2 separate regions of the Acanthopagrus latus genome follow, and region 2 is linked to region 1. Evidence: chromatin contacts called from public Hi-C data. All regions are on one chromosome and are shown on one strand. Each heading gives the region's core, a stretch centred on a gene start, on an enhancer-like site or on the middle of the called end of the contact. The rest is flanking DNA. Distances are from core to core; before and after follow the strand shown. Region 1 holds the start of LOC119034160 (zinc-binding protein A33-like). Region 2 holds the start of LOC119033301 (acylphosphatase-2-like).

Evidence for each region. A called contact is a pair of places that touch in the nucleus more often than the background predicts.
Region 2: a contact with region 1 is called in a Hi-C map of muscle, with 19 times the contacts expected there. The contact joins the promoter of LOC119033301 here to the promoter of LOC119034160 in region 1. A contact is called at or near these places in 2 of 4 Hi-C or Micro-C datasets (liver and muscle).

What each region holds. Positions count from the first base shown.
Region 1 is chr15:27,645,048-27,651,885 of fAcaLat1.1, forward strand. It overlaps LOC119034160 (zinc-binding protein A33-like), which reads left to right and starts at 3,265. Exons shown (of 2, transcript XM_037124943.1): 1 at 3,265-3,703; 2 at 3,795-6,558. The coding sequence starts at 3,812. The coding sequence ends at 5,206. LOC119033055 (E3 ubiquitin-protein ligase TRIM39-like) reads left to right here. Exons shown (of 2, transcript XM_037122644.1): 2 at 1-1,181. The coding sequence ends at 421.
Region 2 is chr15:27,861,074-27,867,911 of fAcaLat1.1, forward strand. It overlaps LOC119033301 (acylphosphatase-2-like), which reads left to right and starts at 3,498. Exons shown (of 4, transcript XM_037123211.1): 1 at 3,498-3,639; 2 at 3,975-3,991; 3 at 4,728-4,837. The coding sequence starts at 3,570. It overlaps LOC119033276 (zinc-binding protein A33-like), which reads right to left. Exons shown (of 2, transcript XM_037123173.1): 2 at 5,338-6,838. The coding sequence ends at 6,427.

The DNA.
Region 1 (6,838 bases), core at 2,015-4,514:
TGATGTGTACAGGTCTGTCCTGGGCTCTGAGGGCTTTAACTCAGGGACTCACAGCTGGGACGTCGAGGTTGGAGACAGTACATGCTGGTTACTGGGTGTGTGTGCAGAGTCTGTCCAGAGGACTGGACTCATACAGTCTGGATTATGGAGAATAGGGTTATACGAAGGTAAATACTCAGTGCGGTCACCACCAGCTCCACCCACTGGTCTTGTAGTGCAGAAGAAGGTCCAGAGGATCAGAGTGAATCTGGACTGGAACAAAGGAAAGCTGTCGTTCTCTGATCCTGATACTGACACACACCTACACACCTTCACACACACTTTCACTCAGAGGATGTTTCCAGTCTTTTTCACTGGGTATGAACTCCCAGTGAAGATTTTACCCTTGAAGATGTGTGTGACAGTGAAACAGAGCAGTTAAAGAAGTATTTCATCATAGTAAAAATGTTTCTTACCTCCTGATCTCAATATGTGTGTGTGTGTGTGTGTGTGTGTGTGTGTGTGTGTGTGTGTGTGTGTGTGGAAGAGCACATTTAAAGTGATATTAATGTAAAAGACCTTAAAAGAAGCTTTTCTGTTCTATTTACATAATGTCAAAATGAACAGAAACAGAGGTCCCCTCTTAGATTGTGGAGACATGTAGTGCCCTGTTGGTAACATGGACGTGTGTGTGTGTGTGTGTGTGTGTGTGTGTGTGTGTGTGTGTGTGTGTGTGAGAGAGAGAGAGAGAGAGAGACCATGAAGAACCAAGTAAAAGATGGTCACAAATAAGCAAATCAATTACTGACTGCACATTTTGTTGTTCAGATCCAATAACTTTAGAATCTAAAAGTTGAAATAAAGCTTCCTAATAATAGCTTTTCTATGTTTTATGACACATATGTAATGTTTGTAAAGAAATAAATATATTAAATGAACTGCTGTGGACCTTCTCCTGCAAACCACCAGCACTTTTTCTTCAAAGCCTAGTAACATTGAACTGGACTTAGATAGCATAGCATGGCATGGCTAAACACAGGACTTTTAACTCTGACTGATGTAATGTATATGTGTTGTGATCTTAGTTCAGTTTATTGATAGTTTGCTTTCCTAGATGTTAGTTGACACACACCTGTATATAGTACACATTAGTTAGATTGTGTGTTTTCAACTTTGTGTTGAATAAAAGACTTTTGAATCTACTTGCTGTCTATTTAATACTGTACAGGAGTGAATGCTGCTGACCTCTACACTGTTAAGAACTCCAAAATCTTTTGACCATTACTAGCTGTAATGATACATTTGGTTAAAGATAATAAGTTAATTATTGATTAAAGTTTTGAACAGTTTAGTACCTTTTTAGGGGAACGATTTAGTAAATTTGCAGTGTTTCCCTTCTTCAAAGGTGGTGCCCTGAGGTGATCTATTTCTAATTAATGATTATCCCTGATAATCATTAAGTACTATTGATAGCCAAATTTAACCTAAAACTCCCTTTTAATGTTGCCCAGCACATCGTGCCCCATGTGAGGCATAAAGATAATGGTGCCCCGTGTGAGGCAGTGTACTGTTGGCAATCATTCATAAATGTGCAATATTAATTTCAGCATAACGTGGTGAGTGCTAAAATTTGCGATTTACATCTTGAACCCTTTAGTTAAAAGTCTTGACATTTAACCACTAGTCTACTACAGGAGTAGACGGTGATATGTATTTACAAACAATTGCAGTATGATGAGAATTGATTTATCAATCAAATTTGTAACCCATTTGATTAACCAAAATCTTTTAGGTTATTAACTGCCACTTTGAGTCATTTGCGATTGCTGCTATCGATTCAAGTTGAAAGTGTTCTGTAGAAACTGTGAGAATTTCAGGTCAGCATTTCAATAGCCCGTATTCAATACATTGTAGTCAAGTTGTCATAATTTGATGAAAATTTAAGTGTTCGTCGTGTTAATCACAGCGTGCCACCGGCCGAGTGATACATAGAAGTCTATATTTGGCTGTTACTGCCTTGCATTTCAGCCTGAGTGAGAGCCACAGCGTGCTACCAGCCATGTGAAACAGAAGTTTTGTACTTTAGCTTTTCCTACCAAGTGTTTCAGCCTGAGTAAACTTTAAGAGTCTATAAAGACTAATGTAATGAGTTTATGAATCAAATGTTGCTGATGGTGAAATTGCGAGTTGGGTGAAGGCAATTAAATATTAAGAGAATTATTTAATGCTAACAGAGCCCTAACCAAATTTCTCATAAAATCAAAGATATTAACTCAGAGCCAAAAGGACACCAACTCATATTTCATACATGTGAATCCAGAAGGATGAAGGAATGGATCCTTGTCTGAGCATCGTTTGGAGAGTCAGCAAGCTGCATGTAGTCGTCTTCAGCGGCCTTGGCTGTCCTTTAACTGCAGGATGGCAGTCCTGATCCAATACAAAGCTGGTGGCACAGCTCAGGTTTGTTAGGGGCAGAGTCGTTTCAACCAGGCAAAATAGTCTTTCTTTTATTGGAAACCACTCACATGGTTTATTAAACAGCTGATCGCTGTAATGTCTTTGTTAATGCTGATAACTATGATGATCTTGATCCATCGCTCTGAGTGGTGTTTTTTTTTTTAAGTCATGTCACCACACTTCGTTTCGTTTCGAAACTTCGTTTTGGAATAAATTTAACAAAAGTTTAAGTTGAAAATAGAGAGCTTGAAGCTTAAAGTAAAGAGTTTAGAGAAGTATGTCAAAATGAAGAAGTCAAAGTCATAAATCACTGTGGTCTGCATGTGTTTTCTCATCAAGCGAGGATGAGAGGACTGGACATTCAAGAAAAACATTCAATTATAACATGTCATTTTTAAGATAAAGTTCTTCAGTCTCTCGAGTTTTCAATTCAAATGTGATCAATTGAACCTGAAAGGAAAGGTGTGGGTGTCTCAGGTGGGGCAGTGTTGAATTCAGTTTTACAACGAGGGCCTCTAGAGATCGGTGCGATAGAAGAAATATTGTCTGTCCAGAGTGATGTCTTTATACTTCAGAAAATAAAGTTCCTTTGTCCAGATAGAGGTAGTCAGAGACTGTGTAATGATCCTCCAGGTACAAAGGGGTCACAAGGTCAACTAAGCTATAAAAAGTTGTTGGCCTTGCAGAGAGGAAGAAAGGCCTCAGTTCATAGTTCAAAGAAGAAGCATGTGTTCCTACAGTTATATTAAATAAATATGTGTAAAATGTTTTTGGATCAAGGCTGGACAACAAATAGCATGACATGGGGTTATGACAACATGAAGATAGTGGTGCCCAAATAACTGCAACAATATTATCAAGTTCATATATTATGAGGTTAATAGAAAAGGATTAACCTTAATATCAGTAATGATATTATAAAAAAAACACTACAGTTCAGGTGCTGGCACTGGTATTGATGGTACTGATGGGACTATAGCCCTTCCAACAACTAGTGTGTCAGAATACATTTCCAGCAATGAATCAGGACTTTGGACTGAAACACTCCTTAGCTCTGACAAAGCTCCACCCTCACCTGACTGACCTGAGACAAACCAGAAAACAGTATGTCGGTGTGTGTGTGTGTGTGTGTGTCTCTTCAGTACAGAACCACAAACAGACGATCAGATCCACCTTCGGACCGAACTAACAACATCCTCTGAGTGAGTTCATCTACAGGAGAGAGGAGGAGGAAACTACAACACTGCAGACGCTCCACACACTGAAGGTGAGTCCGACCAGAACCAGAACTCTAAACTTCAGTGAAGTGAAGGAGGAAGTGGAGCTGTGACTGACTGTACTGTCTGCTGTGTTCACAGCATCACTCAGAGACAAAATGGCTTCCAGGTTAGAGGAGGATCTCTGCTGTCCGGTGTGTCATGATGTCTTCAGAGAGCCTGTCGTTCTGTCATGTAGCCACAGCTTCTGTAAAGACTGTCTGCAGAGCTGGTGGACAGAGAAAGAAATCAGAGAGTGTCCAGCTTGTAAGAGAAAATATTCAAAGGACCAACCACCTTTAAACCTGGTGTTAAAGAAGCTTTGTGAGACCTTCTTACAGGACAGAGATCAGAGAGCTTCAGAGGATCTCTGCAGTCGGCACTCTGAGAAACTCAAACTCTTCTGTCTGGACCATCAGCAGCCGGTGTGTCTCGTCTGCAGAGACTCAGAACAACACACCAACCACAGATTCAGACCCATCGATGAAGCTGCACGACAACACAAGAAGGAACTTCAGGAAACTCTGGAGCCTTTAAAGGAGAAGTTAAAGGTTTTTGAAGAAGTTAAAGTGAAGTTTGATCAGACAGCAGAACACATGAAGGTCCAGGCCCGACACACAGAGAGGCAGATTAAGGATCAGTTTAAGAAGCTGCACCAGTTTCTAGCAGAGGAAGAGGAGGCCAGGATGGCTGCACTGAGGGAGGAAGAGGAGCAGAAGAGTCAGATGATGAAGGAGAAGATGGAGGCTCTGAGCAGAGAGATAGCAGCTCTTTCACACACAGTCAGAGCCACAGAGGAGCAGCTGAGAGCTGAAGACGTCTCATTCCTGCACAACTACAAGGCTGCAGTGGAAAGAGTCCAGCAGCGCCTCCTGCTGGAGGATCCACAGCTGCCCTCAGGAGCTCTGATAGACCAGGCCAAACACCTGGGCAACCTGAGCTTCAACATCTGGAACAAGATGAAGGACATGGTCTCCTACACTCCTGTGGTTCTGGACCCAAACACTGCTCATCCAAACCTCATTCTGTCTGAAGATCTGAGCAGTGTGAGAAATGGAGATATACAGAAGCTTCCTGATAATCCAGAGAGATTTAATCGTCAAAGGTCTGTCCTGGGCTCTGAGGGCTTTAACTCAGGGACTCACAGCTGGGACGTCGAGGTTGGAAACAGCACAGTCTGGGCACTGGGTGTGTGTGCAGAGTTTGTCCAGAGAACGGGATTCATACAGTCTGGAATCTGGGTAATCTTTTTAAGCAAAGGTGAATACTTTGTGGGGTCAGGATCAGCTCCACCCACTGGTCTTGTAGTGCAGAAGAAGCTCCAGAGGATCGGAGTGAATCTTGACTGGAACAAAGGAAAGCTGTCGTTCTCTGATCCTGATACTGACACACACCTACACACCTTCACACACACTTTCACTGAGAAGATGTTTCCATACATTTGTCTTGGGGATAAACTCCCAGTTAAGATGTCACCCCTGAAGGTGTGTGTGACAGTGAAACAGAGCCTTTAAAAAAGTATTTCATCTCTGGAAAGACGGCCCTTAAATAAAACTGTCTCTCTCTGCAGTAGAAAGACAAATAGTTTTGAACTTGATGCTTAAAGTGAGAGGGCTGTGGTGTTCACTTCTACTCAACAGGTGGAAATACTACAACACCGAGAGTGCACAGCGCTGGACCGGATTAGACGGGCTTGGTTTTGACGCAGAGAAAGTTCTGAAAGAGGAGACAGTGAGGCGGCTGAATGCTAATGAACAATATTGTGTTGCAGCTGAACGGTGAAAAAATATAATGTCTACAAGGTTGTTTCTTTAAAGTTGTTATTGAAGACAGTCAGGCTCTAAATGTGGTGTTCCATCTCCTCCTTCCATGAAATTCACACCACAACACCACTGTTGTCCCAATCACCTAACTTTACTAACACTAGCGAGCTAACATTAATCTTTTTTCACTCAATCTGGCAACTACCAAGACTGTTGATCAGTGACGACACACAGACACCACGTGATACAAACTGTGTGATGCTATCGCATGACAAACCTCATTAGAAGCTGAACCAACTGTCAGAATTCTGACACAGAGATAAACAGAACAATTCATTTGGACCTGACAAACATTTTAAAACCATTTACTCACAATCATAATAATATTTTTAAGGGAACAAGAGACTTTTATTCTGCAGGGTTAGTTCTACAAGCTCTGTAGATGTTTTATTTCAAAAATTATTTGTCAACATAAAAATGTTGTCAACATGTTGTTTGAATTAAAATTTACAGAATTCAACCTGTTAATCTTCACCTGCTTCTCCTGCTGTCTCAGTATTCACAAAACATTGATGTTTTTCTGTTGTTCTTTTAGTTTGACAGTTTGATTTGTGTTTCTATTGTCGATCTTTTCACGAGTAAAATAATTTCTTAGTTTCTGATCTCAAAGTAATGTGTGTATGTGTGCAAGTCTCCTCATAGTAATTTCTTTAACAAAGATAAACAAACACATGGTAATATTGTGGTAAAATATCTTAAAAGAAGCTTTTCTATTCCATTTTGGTTTTTCAAAATTACCAGAAACAGAGGTCCCCTCTTATACAGTGAAGGGATGTAGTGCCTTGTTGGCCACATTGACGTGAGTGTGTGTGTGTGTGTGTGTGTGTGTGTGTGTGTGTGTGTGTGTGTGTGTGAGACCATGAAAAACCATATAAAAGATGGTCAAAAATAAACAGCTCAAATAACAACTGCATGTTTTGTTGTTCAGATCCAAAAACTTTATAATCTGAACTAGAATCAGAAATAAAGGTTAAAAAAATAAAATCAAAATTTTACGACATTTGAAATCTTTATAATGTAATAAATATACGAAATGATTCAAATATTGTAAATGTACCTTTATTTTCCTTCAGATGTAATAAAGTCACAATGATTCTGATTCTGTATGTTTTCAGTCTCCAGAATTATCCATTCATAACATTAATAACTTACGATATTAACTGCACTTGTTTTTTTATCCTCAATCCAGGATTTGATTGTCTATATTGTCACTTTTCTAGATGATACTGAAGCTTTTTTTATCTCCTCATATCTAAAATCTATTATCTTTATGTTCAGCCAGACTCTTTTCGCACAAAGTTTCTTCAGTCCTCTTCATATTTT
Region 2 (6,838 bases), core at 2,248-4,747, 220 kb after region 1:
CATTTTTTGGAAACATGAGTGTAGAGAGTCTTTAAACTTTCTGCTTCACTGCCTGAACAAGCTCAGTAAGATCATTAATAAGTTTAGCGTGTTTTTGGGTCAACAACAGCTCAGTGTGTCACCACTTTGTGAGACGTGACGTCAGGAGAATGAAGTTGTTAGGTACAGCTGTATTACATATTGTTAAAAGTGTGTCATTGGCTCTAATTGTTGTGAAGTTGTGGTTGTTTTTCTATCTCAGGATATAAATTAAACATTTCACCAGCGGCCTGGTGGCAGCCCGTCCACCCTGCCTTGCCCAGAGGCACCGTGGAAGAGTAGCGACCTCGAGAAGAGGTCGGTGTGTTTACCGGGGAGACTTGAGTTAGGCTGGATGAGGGGCGACAGTTACTCTTGAAAGTAACTCATTACATAACAAGATTACTCCCACAAAATGTGACTAGTTACGTTACTGTGTTAGAGTACGTAACCGTACAACCTCTGTACGTAGGATATGACGGCGTGCAGCCGACTGTACATGTGGATGTTTTGACTGTGCCGCCATCTTGTCGCCTTCTTTACAGCCATGTGTGACGTATGAGCGCTTTACTTCGTATGTCGATGGCCAGTTTGAGGGAAAAAAAGTTGTTTATTCAGCTTGAAAGACGACAAACCTTCAGTTTTGTAACAAACATAAATAACTGTATGAAATAAAGTAACCGAAGCTGTCGGGAGACGTAGTGGAGTAGAAGTACAACATTGCATATCATGAAAAATACTCAAATAGAGTACAAATACCTTGAATCAGTACTCGAGTCTCACCGCTGGTGTTCACGCCGGCACGCTGTCGCAGCACAGCGCCGAGCGCCGACTCTCTGCCGGGGGCCGATGTTGTGTTGACAGCTGGAGCCTCTGACATGAAGCCGAGATGATCGCTGCTGTAGAAATATTTACTATACATGACCACAACACACACACACACATGGCCTTTTCTAAGAGTGTGATGATGTACTCCTGCTAGACGTGTGTGTGTGTGTGTGTGTGTGTGTGTGTGTGTGTGTTTTCACTCACAAGCAGTCAGGTGATCTGCTGTTGATAAAAAAAAAAATGGATGTTAGTAGCTTTAATGATGCATTTCTTTTTGTCTCTGACGACACTGACGAGATGTAACCGGACTGTTTGTGTGAACACAGCATGTACAGTACAGCGTGTGTGTGTGTGTGTGTGTGTGTGTGTGTGTGTGTGTGTGTGTGTATATGTCTGTTTGTGTGACATCACGTCCATGTTTCAGCTGTTCTTTTGATCTCATCCCTGCTGATGACGTATGACGCGTCTGTTTGCTGGGATGCCTCTGTGTGTGTGTGTGTGTGTGTGTGTGTGTGTGTGTGTGTGTTCAGCCGTGCTGTACGTACTGGATGTTCTGGTACGTTCTGACCTCCTGGCTCCTGTTGGGGATCAGCGTCCTTCAGGATTCAGTCTGACGAGCCGTTAACTGAAGTCTGTCTGTTTTATTTCCTGCGAGCTGAACTGCAGGTTCTCGCAGGTGCGACTGTCAGCTGAAGACACATTTAACTGCAGATATCAGTCAGATAATTGTATTTTTAATTTTATATCAATGTGTCAACATATCCTGAAGAACATTATGATGATTTTAGAGGCTTTCGCTTAGCTTGAATACTAAAAGATGAATTTCATGAACAGCGTTGCGTAACGTTTCTCTTAAAAGTAACTCGTTATGTAAATTGTAAAAATGTAAATTGTTGCATTACTGCATCATCTACACGTTACAGTCGCACCGCTCGGTGACTTGTTGAGCATGTGGGTTCATTGACATTGTGAAGCCGTCTGTACCTGTCGGCGTATGGACTCCACCGCCATTTGTAGCCGCTAACTCAGCCGCTCTCGTTGATTTCACACAAAAATTCAAAATTATGTGAATATTTCCATGAAGTTATCTCTCTCTGCCGCCTCACTACGTTTAGTTAGCAACACAACTGTGTGTGTGCTACTTGTGTTGATGTGTTGTTGTCGCTGTTGTTGATGCTCGAGGGGACGACCAGTCACACGGGACAGTTTAACTTCTGGAGCTGATTCCACTGACATCTCACACACACACGCACACACACACACACACCCACACACGCCACGTGTGTGTGTGTGTGTGTGTGTGTGTGGAGATTATAGTGTGTTGTGTGGTATTAAAGGGCTTAATGAAGAACGTGGTGGTCTGATCACAGAGTGTGTTCCTAGTGCGCGCACACACACACACACACACACACCTTCATCTACTCACATATTTACACACACACACATATTAACTCTAACCTCACTCATCAACTCATATCCCTCCATGATGATAAAATTCAGGTGAAGTGTTGTAGTCCACAGAACTCTATGAAAGTGTGTGTGTGTGTGTGTGTGTGTGTGTGTGTGTGTGTGTGTGTGTGTGTGTCGTCTCAACAGTCAACCTGCTGTGTTCAGTGATGTTTGACTGACATCTAGTGGACGGTCTGAGTACTACAGATATTTCAGGATTTCTGTCAGTTGAGAAACTTTTCACTCTCTGACCTCTGAGACGTCTCGGTGTTTCAGTCCAAAACCCCAAAACATTTTCACTTTACTAACATAGAAATGAAGCTTTAACATGAAGCTTTTGACATTTGATGAGCTGGAAACTGAATCCAGAGGTCAGAATAAACAGAGTACAAATACTCTGTTAATCTCCTCCAGTACATGTTTCATGTATCTGTATTTACTCTGAGTATCTGTGTGACTTCTCCTCTCTACACCTGAACTTTCTCCTCCTCTCAGCTTCAGAACAGCCTCGTTACTTTAGTTTGATGCATCTGAGGTGAATTCTGGATTCTTGTTATTTCCCAACATCAGCAGACTGATGTGGACCAATCAGACGCAGCGAGACGAGACAAAGACGTAAAAGCCGTAAGAAGCCGTAAACAGACAGAGAGGGAGGCTGGAATGTGGAGAAAAGGCGTGTTAGTGTCTCGTATCTGCAGAGAGTTTCTGATTTTCTCTCTTTGTTGCTGCTCGGGACGCTTTACCAACCCAACATGTGTCTATTTGACGTCCTGGGAATGAGACTCAACAATCAACTGTCTTTGTGGTGCGTTCAGGAACAGCTGGGACAAATCCTACTGGTTCTACCTTTAACTTTAATAGTCTTTGAATTCTATTAATATGACGTGAGCTTCAGTTAGCTTTGAGCACAAATGTCCTTCAGAGGGAGACTTTTTACTCTGATACTCTGAGTCCATGTCAGAGCCTGAACTCTGTTACTGTGCTGGAGGAAACAAGCTGGATCAGAACTTTGTCTTCTACCAAAGTCTTGCCAGCTCACTGAACAACAGGTATTTCTTTCTGTCTGTCTGTTTGTAGTTTTAAGGGACTACAAAGCCCATGAGCACAGCCGTGACCTCCTCTGTGATGGTGGTGAGGTTTTCCTTTAATAAATCTGGAGGAGGACGTGACCATGTTGGTGCAGAGCGGCAGGCAGACGGAGAGAGAGAGAGACTCCACTCGTTCTTCAGCCTCCTCTCGGCTGTTAAAGGGACAGTTCCTGTGTTTCTCTCAGGATGTCTGACGGTGAATCAGCAGGATCCAAACTGGTGTCGGTGGACTTTGAGATCTTCGGTTACGTTCAGGGTCTGTATGTTTAAACCTCCTCCCTCTTCTTCTTCTTCTTCTCCTTCTTCTTCTGCTCTGCTCTGTGAGTCCAGGCTGTAAACTGATCTGCTGCTTTATTTAGGACGGAGCTGCTGCTCTGTCACTTCCTGCAGCTTCAGGAGGAGATATTAGTTTGAATCTGCAGCAGATCCAGTGAGCTGCTTGTTTTAGTCAGAGGACACAAGAGAAGCCAAAACATTAGACTGTAGAAAATGACATTCAAACAGCTAAATAATGTGTATAAACATGCATGAATAGCTGCTGTTTCCTGGTTCATATTCTAACTAATTTCTTTGTCTCTCATGTTTTTGCAGGAGTCTGTTTCAGAATGGTGAGTTTCTCCTGCAGCCGTCACATTAATATAACAACATTAGACTTCTGTTTAACTGCATTATACCCTGTTATACATCTTTAATTGTCACAATTAGTTTTCCTTGACAGAAATATTTTTTTTAGCTGGAGCTTGTTTTAAAACAGAAAATAATGCTCCAAACGCCATTAAAGCTTTGCAGAATTAGCTGTTAGCACTTTCTTTTTGCAGTGAACCTGTGGATGTACAGACAACAATCACTTGATTACTTCTATACTGAAGAAAACTTAAAAACATGGTGTTTTTAAGGCAAGTTCTGCACATGTGAGGAGCGTCTTTTTTAAGGATTTCTAGGGAGATTTATGGAGCCATCATCTCTTCCCTCCATGCTGATATAAAGTCAGGTGAATGCTGCAACACTGTTTTACTGTGAAGCTCCAGAAATGTTTTGTGGACTATGGAACAAAACTGATTGAAACTGATGAAAACAGATGCCCCTCACATGTGCAGAACTTGCCTTAAAAATATCATGTTTTTAAGTTTTTCCAGTGTCACAGTGATCCAATGACAGTTGTCTGTACATCCACAGGTTCACTGCTAACAGGAAGTGCTAACAGCTGATTCTGCAATGTTTTAATGGAAAATTCTTTTATTTTTGGTTGTTGTTTTGTTTTAAAACAACCCCCCAGCTTCTTCAGTTGTAGCTGACTGAATGTGCAGTATGTACAGTATTAACTCATCTTCGACCCCCCTGCAGTACACAGAGAAGGAGGGTCTGCGACTCGGTCTGGTCGGCTGGGTGAAGAACACCTACAGTGGGACGGTGGTGGGTCAGGTGCAGGGTCCTGCTGACATGGTGGAGAAGATGTGAGTTCATGTTGTGTTGTCACTGTTTCAGCCACTAGATGGCGATGTTCACCTTCAACATGGAGGTCCTCCTGTCTCAAATCTGTGTTCTCTTTTTCATTCGGTCCAAATATTTGAGGAGAAAATTTATTTAGATTTTTTTCCACAATTACCAGATCATAAACAGGTCCCTGAACACATCACTGCACACTGTCCTCCCCTGTCCTGTCTGCTCAGTCAAAGCTAATATCTGATAATCAATCATGAAACTGAAGCTCGGTGTGTTTTGACGTCCTCTCTGTCCGTAGGGAGTGATGTCACCAGGGTGTGGACGTCTCATTTAGGATGACATCACTGCCTCCAGACACACACACACACACACACACACACACACACACACACACACGACGAGTGTCAGACAGTGATATAGTTAGTGGTGTTTGTTTTCATCTCCTTGCAGCACCAGGCGGGTGGAGTCTAATGAACCAGATCAGCTTCATGAGAAAAACACTGAAAAAGATCAAATGCTTTTAATAATTTTTTGCAAACAGATTTAAAACATAAAACAATACCAGTTATCCAAAGTAACTAAGTACCAGTGCTGGAAAAAGTACCCATCAGTCATACTCCAGTAAAAATATTGAAATATTACTTTGGTAAACCTGAAAGTGACCAATATGAAGAAGTATTTGAGTAACACACAGATACTGGTCAATATGATAAAAAGGGCACTACGTGTGTCCACTATCTAAGAGGGGACCTCTGTTTCTGTTAATTATGAAAAAACAAAAATAGAATAGACAAGCTTCTTTTAAGGTCTTTTACCATAATATTGCTTCAAATGTGTTCAGTTCATTTTTGTTAAATTACCAAGAGGGATTCCACACACACACACACACACACACACACACACACTTTACTGTTTTGAGTACTTCATGTGATTATATCCAAAGGTTATATAATACATGTAGAGGAGAGGAAATGTAAAGTGTACATACATATTGAAGTATATGTAAGTGTTGGTTGTGAGTACAATACATGGGTGAATCACAGATAATCAGAATTGTACAAAAGTAGATTTAGCAGTAAAACTGAATATTGATATAAAACTAAAATACCTCAAACTTGTACAGAATTTGAGAACTTTACAGCCTGAGTGTTTTCAATAACACACTTAAATTAACAACATTGCAGATATTATAATTTTTCACTGTTAAGTTGCCCTGCGATGAGCTGGCGACTTGTCCAGGGAGTACCCTGCCCTCACCCTGAGACAAGGCTGGGATTGGCTCCAGCAGCAACACCCCGCGACCTCTTGGAAAGGGATAAGCGGCTGCGGACAATGACATGACATGACACTGTTAAGTTGCAAGCCAGTATAGTTTGTCAGCATCCAGCCATCTCACTGTCTCCTCTTTCAGAACTTTGTCTGAGTCAAAACCAAGCCCCGTCCAATCCGGTGCAGCGCTGTGAACTCTGGGTGTTGTAGTCGTTTGAGTAGAAGTGGATACCACAGCCCTTTCACTCTGTTTTCTCTGCTCATGTAGCATCAAGTTCAAAACTGTTTGTCTTTCTACTGCAGAAATACTTTCCAGAGATGAAATACTTCTTTAACTGCTCTGTTCAACTGTCACACACACCTTCAGGGGTACAATCTTCAGAGGGGGTTTATCACCAATGAAAATATATGGAAACATCCTCTCAGTGAAAGTGTGTGTGAAGGTGTGTAGATGTGTGTCAGTATCAGGATCAGAGAACGACAGCTTTCCTCTGTTCCAGTCCAGATTCACTCCGATCCTCTGGAGCTTCTTCTGCACTACAAGACCAGTGGGTGGAGCTGGTGGTGACCGCACTGAGTATTCACCTCTGTATGTCATTATTCTCCATAATCCAGACTGTATGAATCCCTTCCTCTGGACAGACTCTGCTAACACACCCAGTAACCAGCATGTACTGTCTCCAACCTCGACGTCCCAGCTGTGAGTCCCTGAGTTAAAGCCCTCAGAGCCCAGGACAGACCTG